Linked DNA regions of Sus scrofa: region 2 is linked to region 1. A link is a contact called in public Hi-C data. All regions are on one chromosome and are shown on one strand. Each heading gives the region's core, a stretch centred on a gene start, on an enhancer-like site or on the middle of the called end of the contact. The rest is flanking DNA. Distances are from core to core; before and after follow the strand shown.

The links. A called contact is a pair of places that touch in the nucleus more often than the background predicts.
Region 2: a Hi-C map of liver shows a contact between it and region 1, with 3 times the contacts expected there. The contact joins the promoter of MFHAS1 here to the enhancer-like site in region 1. A contact is called at or near these places in 3 of 5 promoter capture datasets (fetal liver and liver), 17 of 47 Hi-C or Micro-C datasets (alveolar macrophages, brain, embryonic fibroblasts and 9 more) and 2 of 2 datasets of contacts at active chromatin or transcription factors (alveolar macrophages and skeletal muscle).

What each region holds. Positions count from the first base shown.
Region 1 is chr15:56,143,273-56,145,979 of Sscrofa11.1, forward strand. No RefSeq gene overlaps it. Among named protein-coding and RNA genes, the nearest start is that of ERI1, 21 kb to the left of the region's middle. Within about 2 kb of position 1,404, at least 14 of the 83 cell types and tissues checked have an H3K27ac peak or open chromatin away from gene starts, as enhancers often do. A contact at or near this core is called in fetal liver and liver, where this site is marked.
Region 2 is chr15:56,199,095-56,201,801 of Sscrofa11.1, forward strand. It overlaps MFHAS1 (malignant fibrous histiocytoma-amplified sequence 1), which reads left to right and starts at 1,361. Exons shown (of 3, transcript XM_021075967.1): 1 at 1,361-2,707. The coding sequence starts at 1,922.

The DNA.
Region 1 (2,707 bases), core at 154-2,653:
GCATTGTATTAATTTTTTTTAAATTATGGTGTAGGTAAATGAAATTAACTCTGAATTGCGTAGTTAAGGAAGCGTTACAAAATACTCATAAAAAATGAGCACAGGATCTAATAGGGTTGAGAACTCTTCTTTTAGAAGGAAATGAAGCCTTGCTTTTCAGACTGGATCCAGAGAAATCTTGAACCTCAACTCTATATATAAGAATTTAAGATAAACTTCAAAATATAAAGTGTTGCTGGAGTTCCCGTTGTGGCACAGCAGAAACAAATCCAACTAGGAAACATGAGGTTGCAGGTTCGATCCCTGGCCTCACTCAATGGGTCAAGGATCTGTCATTGCCATGAGCTGTGGTGTAGGTCACAGATGTGGCTTGGATCTGGCGTTGTTGTGGCTCTGGTGTAGGCCAGCAGCTGCAGCTCCAATTAGACCCCTAGCCTGGGAACATCCATATGCCACAGGTGCGGCACTGAAAAGACTAATTAATTAATTAATTAATAAAGCGTTGCAAGTGTTTTCCAAACTATCTTCTCAGAATTACAAAGTTGCAAAATAAATGGAATATTATTTAATTATATGCAACAATTATATATTATATGTGCATTATATCTTATGCATTATCTATATATATAGCCATCTCTCTATATATATATCATATCTATCATCTATCTATAATATCAAGGACAGTGCATGCAATTGTATGAATATAAGCTAAGGTGTAACACTTTCCCCTCATGTAACTGTTTGAAATAAGCATTAACTCTTAATTCCAACATTTACTTCTAACCCAAAGGGAAGGGCACACTTTAAAATTTTTTTCAGCTGAGTTAGCACCATGCTAGACTTCATCATGAAAACATCCTTGTCATGCCAGTCTTTCTTCACCTCCTGCTCACCAGGCCCTAAAAGGGAGATTCATATCCATGGAAGAAAGTGCCTGGCTTTCTTGGGAGGCTTTCTTTCCTCCCTCAGTAGAAGCCTGATCTTGTTTGTGACAGTTGCCATAGGAGTAGCCCTTGTTGCAAGGGTGACTCTGTCACTAAAACAAATACATACAAAGAGCTGAGAAGCAGATTTCAGCCTCCAGTGCTTCAAACCCGGAGGAATGAAAACAATCTGTGAAATTTAAATAGAATAAATCCCAGTGCCCCCAAGGGAAGTGGGAGTTTATTTTTAGGCTGCAAGCACTGTCATCCAGGCTTTAGGAATGACAGACTGAACATTCAGAGCTAAGCACTGCCTGTTTGCAGCCCTAAACTGGGCTGGGGAGGCAGAAAATAAACCAGCCCCATGTGGGGGCTTCATTCCCAGCCACCTCGGCTGCCTGCTCCTGCAACCTGTTAGCCTTGGCCACCATTCGAATAGGGGGGCTCAGAGCAGATCCACTTGTTTAGCATCTTTGCCATCCCTGGTGCCGGGGCTTGGGGCGGTGGTGACAGGCTAGGCTAGGCAGGCAGGTGGAGCCAGTGCTGTATGATGCAGTGGCTGGGCAGCATGGTAGCAACGATCACCAACCCATGCTGGAGCTGCCCCTGGTTCTTGGCACCCTGGTGGGAACCAGAGTGATCCTGGAGGTGCAGTGCACCCAAGGCGAGCTCTTGCCAAGATTGTACCAGTGGACGAATGCTCACCAGGTCCATGCCAGCTCCACAAGAGGCAGGACCTGGACCAGTCCCCAGACGGCTGAACAAACCAGATAGCAGAGGAAAGTATTCAGTGCCTTACTTATAAAACATTATCAGAGCATCATAGTCCTGGCTTGGTTTTGAAATGCTAGTTTTCAATTATATTATTATTGACCTTTTATTATTACAAATAAATATTAAAATTCAGCATTGAGTTATTTAAAAATTCCTGTTACTGATGTGGCAGGTTAAAGATCCAGCATTGTCTCTGGGTGACATAAGTCTGATCCCCAGCTGGCACAGTGAGCTAAGGTCCTGCGTTGTTGCAACTGTGGCAAAGGTCATAGCTGGGGCTGGGGTTTGATCCCTAGCCCAGGAACTTCCATATGCCACCAGTGCCATTAAATAAATAAATAAATGTTAATAGATTTTTTTTAAAAGGGCAGCTTCAGGAATTCCCATGGTGGCTCAACAGAAATGAATCTGAGTAGTATCTATGAGGACACAGGTTTGATCCCTGGCCTCACTCAGTGGGTTAAGGATCCAGCATTGCTGTGAGCTGTGGTGTAGGTCCCAGACATGGCTCGGATCTGGCGTTGCTGTGGTTGTGGCGTAGGCCAGTGGCTACAGTTCCAATTCGACCCCTAGCCTGGGAACCTTCGTATGCTGTGGGTGAGGCCCTAAAAAAAGACCAAAAAAAAAAAAAAAAAAAAAGGCAGATTCAGTTTTACAGAAAAATTGAACAGAAAGTCTGGAGAATTCCCTGTGTCCCTTCTCCCCTCCCCACAGTTTCTCTATTGACATCTTACATTAGTGTAGTACCTTTGTTACCACTGATCAATCAATATGGCTACAATATTATTAACTGAGTCCATAGTTTACATTAGGCTTCACTCTTTGTATTGCATTGTTCTATGAGTTTTGACAAATGAATGTCATAAATGGGTCATTAGAGTGTCATACAAGTAGTTCCACTGTTCTAAAACTCCCGTGTGCTCCACTTACTTATCCCTCCCTCCTTCATCCCGCTCCCAACCAATGGCAACCTGATCTTTTATGTCACCATAGTTTGAGTCTCCTATAGA
Region 2 (2,707 bases), core at 111-2,610, 56 kb after region 1:
TAATTAATTAATTAATTTTTGTATTTTTGCCTTTTTTAGAGCCACTCCCGAGGCATATGGAGGTTTCCAGGCTAGGGGTCTAATCAGAGCTGTAGCCAGCGGCCTATGCCAGAGCCACAGCAACACGGGATCCGAGCCACGTCTGCAACCTACACCACAGCTCAGGGCAATGCTGGATCCTTAACCCACTGAGCAAGATCAGGGATCCAACCGCAAATTCATGGTTCCTAGTCAGATTCCTTAACCACTGCGCCACGACAGGAACTTCTCAATGGCTCCCTTTAAAGAGACAAATTATTACTATTCAAATACCTGCACTTAATTTGGGTCCCCAAATGACAGCAACAATCCCTTGTAGGGGAGAGCCAACCAGGTGTTAACTGGTGCATTTAACCAATTACATTTAGCTTTGTGTCTCTGAGAGCTATTTGCTTCATTATTAATCAAGCTGGAGGCAATGACGGAGGTGCTACCCTGAGGCTGAATAGAGTTCAAGGTTTGGGCAAATTCTGAAGAAATTATTTACTTAGTGTAGATGTGACCGCAAAGAAATTCCAATAAATAAATAAATAAGTAAACAAGCAAGCAAGCAAGACTTGGAGTTGAGCATTGGGCTGTAAATTTTTCTTGACATAACTGCCATTTTCTTGAACCTACAGCATAATAAGGACTGTACAGTTGGGGATATGGTATTTGTTTCCTGAGGCTGTTGGGAGGATGTGTGGGACATCCCGGATAAAACACTGCGTGGCCCCCCTTTCTCCACTCCGCAGTAAGGCCGGCGAGGAGCCTGCTCAGAGCCTTCCTCAGGGGAGCAGAGAATGTCTGTCTCTGGTCGGTCTGCCATAAAATAAGGTCTCGATAAATATTTACCAAGTGAATGAATGGTTGCCTGCTTTTCTCGTTCTTTTGTTTAATCACACTCTCCTTTTAGGTTCCTACAATGAAACCCAGGCCCCTGCATGCTGCCGGTTCCACTAAGGTGTGGACATAGGGTGAGTGGAAGGGGGAAGAAGGGTAAGGAATGAGTCAGGGAGGCCTGGGATCCAACACGTGAGGGGAGAAGAGAAAGAAATTCTTAGAGGCGCAGGGCCAACAAAGAGCCAGACGCAGGCAGACTTAAGCAGGAGCGCCCCGGGGCCGTGATCTGCAGCCGGGACGGGCCACCAGCGCGCCTCCGGCTCAGCGGTGTCCAAGCCGCCGCCCGTGGAGGGCGAGGCGCCCCCAGCCCGGCTCAAGGCGCTGGTCCGCGGCCCCCGCCCCGGGGCGGTGCCGGGAACACGCGGCGTCTCCGCGGGTCACGTGGGGGCCGCTCCGCCGGGCGGCGCTGCCGCTTCCCGATCTCGCCCTCCCAGTGGCGGGGACGCGGCGCTCGCGCTCCCGCCGGAGCCCGGGGAAGCGGAGACTACGAGGCGGCCCGGCCCTGCGCCCACATCATGCCCGCAGCGGAGCGGGCCGCCGCCGTCCTCGTGGAGCTCGCGGAGGCGACGATGCTGCGGGCCGCGGGGCCGCGGCAGCGAGGGTAGCGGGGCTAGAATCGGCCCCGAGGCCCCGGAGGCGGGTGGAGCAGGAGGGGGAGCGGCAGGCATCCTCCGCGGCGCGGCGGGCGGGCGGCGGCCCTGCTGCCCCGGCGCGCCCCTGGCCCGAGAGCCCGGAGAATGCGAGCTGCGCTCCCCGCCGGCCGGCCGCCTCCCCCAGCGCCGCACGCCCGGCGCTCCCCGGAGCTTCTCGCGTCGCCGCTGCCCCCCAGCTGCGGGCGCCTGGCCGCTGGCTGCGCTAGGACCCGCCGCCGCTGGTCGCGGAGGGCTGGTGGGAAGGGAGGAGCGGGAGCTAGAGGGCCCCAGAGACTGGCGCCTGCCTGGGCGCAGCGCGGCATGTAGCTGCGGGCGCCCGCGCCAAGGTGTCAGCCCGGGACCCCACCATGGCTGGGACGGACAGTGGGAACCTGAAAACGGTGAGGCTGTGGCGGGACGCCGCCCTGCGTGCCAGAAAGCTGAGGAGCAACCTGCGCCAGCTCACCCTCAGCGCGGCCGGGGGCAGCCCAGGTGCCGACCAGATCGACTCCCCCGACGCCCCCCAGCTGGTGCTGCCGGCCAACATCGGGGACATTGAGGTGCTGAACCTGGGGAACAACGGCCTGGAGGAGGTGCCCGACGGGCTGGGCTCTGCGCTGGGCAGCTTGCGCGTCCTGGTTCTGCGCCGAAACCGCTTCGCCCGGCTGCCCCCCGCGGTGGCGGAGCTGGGCCACCACCTAACCGAGCTGGACGTGAGCCACAACCGGCTGAGCGTCCTGGGCGCCGAGGTGGTGAGCGCCCTGCGTGAGCTGCGGAAGCTCAACCTCAGCCACAACCAGCTGCCCGCCATGCCTGCCCAGCTGGGCGCGCTGGTCCACCTGGAGGAGCTGGACGTCAGTTTTAACCGGTTGACACACCTGCCCGACTCCTTCTCCTGCCTCTCCCACCTGCGCACCCTCGACGTGGACCACAACCAGCTCACGGCTTTTCCCCGGCAGCTGTTGCAGCTGGCGGCCTTGGAGGAGCTGGATGTGTCCAGCAACCGGCTGCGTGGCCTACCTGAAGATATCAGTGCCCTGCGTGCCCTAAAGATCCTGTGGCTGAGCGGGGCTGAGCTTGGCACCCTGCCCAGCGGTTTCTGCGAGCTGGCCAGCCTGGAGAGCCTCATGCTGGACAACAACGGGCTGCAGGCT